Linked DNA regions of Anser cygnoides: region 1 is linked to region 2. Evidence: chromatin contacts called from public Hi-C data. All regions are on one chromosome and are shown on one strand. Each heading gives the region's core, a stretch centred on a gene start, on an enhancer-like site or on the middle of the called end of the contact. The rest is flanking DNA. Distances are from core to core; before and after follow the strand shown. Region 1 holds the start of DDRGK1 (DDRGK domain containing 1). Region 2 overlaps ATRN (attractin).

Region 1 (2,700 bases), core at 32-2,531, 480 kb after region 2:
AAAAAAAAAAAAAAAAAAAAAAAAAAAAAGTTTCCTCTGGGCAGCCCGGTTTTCTGCAGTTTTACTGAATTAAGCCAGTTTACTACGTGAGACAAGTAGCTATGGGCAGGTTCAGGGTCAGCATCTATTTTTGCAAACTTGACTCAGTCCAGGCCATATCACCGTGGCATCTCTCCAGCTACCTCAGCGCTGCAGAGCCAGGCAGCTCCAGCCTGAGCACATTTCATCTCCCTTACATCCCCCACACCGAAAGGAGGACAGAAGCTCCTCAGGGGTGCAAGGCAAGTTTACACCCCGGTGTAACAACAAGGGAGACATCTCAGTAGTGACCCCAGTGTTGGCGGGGAGTCGTACCCTACAGCCAGGCCTTCATTTATAAGTGATTTTCCCTCATAACTTTGAGTTTTTTCCCCTCATCTTCCTCTCTGTGACCAGCAGCAGCCTGGGCACAGCTCGCAACGTGCCAGTTTTGTGTTAAATAGGGTGGTTGGACCAACAACCTCCCTTCGCAAACCTCCCACCCTGAGGGCAGCCACCACCAGGTTGTATCGACGGGCAGAGGCCAACGGGATGAGGTTCAACATGGCTAAGTGCCGGGTCCTGCACTTTGACCACAGCAACCCCATGCAGCGCTACAGGCCTGGGGCAGAGGAAAAGGATTTGGGGATGTTGGTCAATGCTCGCCTGAACACGAGCTGTTCAGTTTTGGGCCCCTAGGTACAAGAAGGACATCGCGGTGCCAGAGGGTGTCCAGAGAAGGGCTACAAAGCTGGTGAAGGGCCTGGGACACAAGTCCTGTGAGGAGGGGCTGAGGGAACTGGGGGTGTTTGGTCTGGAGGAGGCTCAGGGCAGACCTCATTGCTCTCTGCAACTGCCTGAAAGGAAGGTGTGGGGAGCTGGGGGTCGGCCTCTTCTCACAGGTAACCAGTGATAGGACTAGAGGGAATGGCCTCAAGTTGGGCCGGGGGAGGTTCAGGTGGGAAATGAGGAGACATTTCTTCTCAGAAAGAGCGGTCAGGCGTAGGGATGGGGTGACAGGGAGGTGGTGGCGTCACCGTCCCTGGGGGTGTTGAAGGGAAGGTTGGACGTGGTGCTTGGTTCAGTGGGTGACAGCGGTGGTAGGAGGATGGTTGGACCAGACGATCTTGGAGGGCTTTTCCAGCCTTTATTATTACTTAATTTATTTATTATTCTGTGATTCCGTGACTCCACCTCAGGCCCTCCCTGACGAGGCCCCGCCCCGCGCTAGCTCCGGCCCGTACCAAGTCCCGTCCCCCCCTCCCCTCGTTCCCCCCCCCCAGCCCACGGGCGCAATGGTCGGGTCGGGGCGGGCCGGGCCGGCGCTGGGCATGGACGCCTTGCTGCTGGCGGCGGCCGCCGCTCTCCTCGCCGCCCTCCTCTTCCTCGCCGCCCGCTTCCGCCGCCGGCCCGGGGCAGGTGGGTCTCGGCTCCGGGGCTTCCCCCGCTCCCCGCCCCGGGGCCTCTCCGGTTCCCTCCCCCCCCGCCTTCCCCGCCCCGTTGCGGGGGGCCCGGTCCCCTTCGGGCCCTGCTCCCGCCGGGAGGGGAGGGGGGCGTCTCCATGGCGACCGTGAGGGGGGGGAAGCGCCTCACCTCAGGCCTTCCCCTGAGGGAAGGGGGGGGGGGGGGGATCTATTGGGGATCCCCGGGGATCCCCTGGGATCCCGCGGCCCCCCGAGGCTCTACCCCCGCATGGAGCCCCCCTGTAGGGAGCCCCTGCTGGCGGCTCGGCCCCGCTGCTCCCTGTTGGACCGTTGGGGGCGGCGTTGAAGTGTGTTGGGGTTCCCCCCTCAGAGCCTGGCGAGCTCCTTTTGAGACCTCTGAGGGGAAAAGGTTTCCATAGGATCCCTCCCCAGCTCGTCCTGTGGGCTGTTTTATCCCCTGGGATCTCCTGGAGCACCCTGCCAAGCGTCCAGCCAAGCGTGGAGTCAATATTCCTCTCACACACCCGCAGGGCCTCCCGTCCTGCCTCACACCCAGCCAGCGTTACCCAGATTTTGCAGAATTTGCCCCATTCCCCAGCCAGCCCCACGCTGTGGGGACGGGATGATGCAGCACTTCCAGGCTCCCAAACACCGCTGATTTATCGCTGGGCGGCCTGGGGCTGTGGGGGAAGCAGCCTCTGTGCTTTTAGGGCTGGGGAAGAAGTCAGATATTTCTTCAGTAAGCTCGCCGGCACGGCTGCATTTCCAGAGGGAACGAAGAGAAACTGTTTGGCTCTGAGGACTCGTACTCAGATGTTTAGCCAGGACAGCCACTGAAGCCTTTGGTTATACACTAGCGCTAGTTCCAGAATTTGGGGTGTTTTCTGCTTGTTTCAGGTTGGTTTTGGTGTTTGGGTTCTGTCTTGGGGGGTGAGGTAGCATGGATAGTTGTCTTTTTTTTTTTTTTAAAGGTTAAAAAAGAAACCAACGGTATAAACATAGTCATACTACTGCAAGAGCATGTGCTGGTAAGGACTTTGTGTTAAAACCAGTTCTTACGGATTAAAAACTAAAGTTTCCAGCATATTTCTTTCACGCTGTTTCTTGTACAGACCTGCTCTAAATCTTTCGTTCTCAGCAGCATGGAAACTGATGAAATTTCGTCTGGTTTCTGGTTACTTGGAGCAGAGCTTCTGGTAAAAGCAAGTGCTGAATGTCCCAGAGAAATGAGGCTGCTGGCGATGTTTTATTTCCTCAG
Region 2 (2,700 bases), core at 151-2,650:
GTGAAGGGTCTGGAGGAGAAGATGTGTGAGGAGTGGCTGAGGTCACTTGGTTTGTTCAGCCTGAAGGAGATTTTGAAGCCGAGAGAACAACAAAATGCCAGCATTAACCAGTCCCTTTGTCACACAGAGCAAGGACACCCACACTCCATTGTCTGCCTATCCATGCAGCCCGCAAGTGCTGCTTCTTCCTAAGTTGCTTAGGCCTCTAGATACTCCCTAACACGAATAATACCAACTCGAAGTGTTTTACACCTTTCTCAGTATCGCTAATCCTCTTTAACAACCCCCCCGCCACGATGAGGTGATCATTTGCTCTAAGCAACGTAACCAAGCTGACCTCAAGGTGTAAGCAGGGCTTGCAGCTTGGTTCAGGACGGGCCCTGAGGATAAAGCAGAAGAAAAGCACGAGTATTTACGTGTGCCTGTGGCAAAGAAATCGGGGTTTGAGGGAATAGAAGGAAAGCACGCTGCAACAGGAACGGGAGAATGAGGGAGGGCAGAGGAGATGCGACGTGCTTACACAGGGAAGGACAAGAGGTTCAGAACAAGAAGTTTCTGTCTAACTTGGTGAGGGAAGTGGAGCCAAGAGCTCTCATGAGACCACGCTGATTCCAGTTGGAGGATCCCAGTAGAGAACACGGACTGGAGCAAGTCCAGATGATGGCCGCTGAGATGGCCAGGGGCCAAGTACACAACCTGTGAGGAGAGGCAGGAGGAGCGAGGCTCGCTTGGCCTAAGGCCAGGAGGCTGAAGATGGGGTGAAGCCACCTAAGGGGAGATGAGCAGAGGAGGCAGCACCAGACGAGGTTCACAGCAAAAGGACATGAGGCAACCGACAAGTTGCACAGGAAATTCTGATTAGAGATTAGGAAAAGACTGTTTTTTCCCATGAGGGTAGCCACTGGAGCACGGGCCCAGAGAAGGGACCTCCATCCCTAAGAGCTGCCCACAACTTCACTGGACAAGGACTGGAGCAAGGGCCTGATCCAGCTCCTCAGCCAGCCTTGCTTTGGGTTGGGGACCAGACCAGAGACTTCCAAGAGGTGCCTCCAACCCAAATCATCCCATGTTCTGTGCCCAGTCTCAAATCCGGGCTAAGTGCCACATTCACAGCAATTAGCCAGAGGAAGATGAGCTGCTCCCATTTTCCTGAGGGTTCTCGTGCCAGCACGGCAGAGCAGCCACCTCAGCAAGCGACCATGGGGTGGCCGCTGCCACCTGCCGCCACGACCCGCCATGTGGTGCCGAGCGGCCTGGGGGGGGCTTCGGAGCCGCCTCACCAAGCGCGGAGCCACGGCCAAAGGTCTTGCAAAAGAACATCGTTTTTTGAGGAGGAAAAACACCCGGCGCTGACCAGCACAAACCGAAGACGTGTCCAAGAACAGCTCCAGTAAATGTTTAACACGGAGTTAAAAACGATGACGAAGTTCACAATGAGTGTATTTTATCCTCTTCGGATCTCTTTGCTCTGTGCAAATGAGCACACTGGATTTTTATTACCTCCGCGTTCCTTCACTGCATTTTTGAAGTAACATATTTATATAGTCTCCTGTTGCCTATGACCACAAATATAAACGAGCAAAAATATTTTTAACTCTGCTTAATAGAAGAAAAGATGAATGGATAGGACTGGATCACCCTGGGACACGGACTACAAGGAATTTAGTGAACCGTTTATGCAGATTCTCAGACTATGTAAACATTTGCATTAGACAAATTTCTCTTTTGCAGTTAAAACTGATGAAATTAATTTAATATTTTCTGTAGTCTGATGCTGAGGACCTCCAGGGTAAATACCGTATTTTAACAAACTTATGTAAAAATCGGAAGGTCAAGAAAACAAGGGAAGAGCAGTGAAGGAAGTGAGGGCTCAGGCAACTGTTGTAAAAAGCCAGGGAGGTAAAAAGGCTGAGCTCTGGAGAGGCCCGGGAGGAATTTACAGTGTTTATCAACAAACTCAGAAAGTTTACAGTGCCCAAAGGTACAAAGCTCAATCTTGCAAATCCTCCGGCATGATGCAAAAAATAGTGACGAGTGAAAGATGGCTCTGGTTAATATTAAAATTTAACGTCAGAGAAGAAAGAGAGAAAATATGAACATTTCTCTCGAGAAACTCTAGGGCATTTATTTTTGTATCAAATAAAGGTATTTTTCAACAGATGCCTTTTTCGCACTTCATCAAAATTAGAAGCATCTGCTATTTCCTGAACTTGGTTTACTGAACAACACAGCGCAGTGCTAATGAAGATGAAACTCAAATGCCATCTAAAGAAGCAATTAAAAAAATAATTGATTTTTTTTCCTACTTCAAAAATGTTATTGTATTAAGCTCACGCTTGCTTGTCCTCAGGCACCGACTTCCTAGTGATTTACAGATGATTTTAAAGTCTGAACCATTGTTGTTAATGCTGTGAACTATTTATAACCTCGATTTTAAAAGCCTCTTAATTTCTGGAAAATACACAAGAAACTGCAGGCACAAATCATGATCACTTCACCTTTTCAATGGAGTATTAAAAATTACCTCGATTAGAGCAAAATGACTATGAGTCGAGATGACATCTTTCCCCTTTATGCATATCAATTCAGCCCGTGATACCAGGAAAGTACTTCCAGGTTTTTGAGAAAAGAGAAGGTTTCTTCTTCTTCAAATGGGGTGAGACTATCCTAACAATTCATTTTGACATTAGAGTTTGGAGG

Evidence for each region. Hi-C and Micro-C count contacts between places; a contact is called where the count stands out from the background.
Region 1: a contact with region 2 is called in a Hi-C map of liver, with 1.8 times the contacts expected there. The contact joins the promoter of DDRGK1 here to the enhancer-like site in region 2. A contact is called at or near these places in 2 of 7 Hi-C or Micro-C datasets (granulosa cells and liver).

Annotation. Positions count from the first base shown.
Region 1 is chr4:2,915,511-2,918,210 of Taihu_goose_T2T_genome, forward strand. It overlaps DDRGK1 (DDRGK domain containing 1), which reads left to right and starts at 1,282. Exons shown (of 9, transcript XM_066997071.1): 1 at 1,282-1,437. The coding sequence starts at 1,314.
Region 2 is chr4:2,436,086-2,438,785 of Taihu_goose_T2T_genome, forward strand. The region is part of intron 3 of ATRN (attractin); the gene reads right to left. Among named protein-coding and RNA genes, the nearest start is that of ATRN, 37 kb to the right of the region's middle. Within about 2 kb of position 1,401, at least 2 of the 3 cell types and tissues checked have open chromatin away from gene starts, as enhancers often do. A contact at or near this core is called in liver, where this site is marked.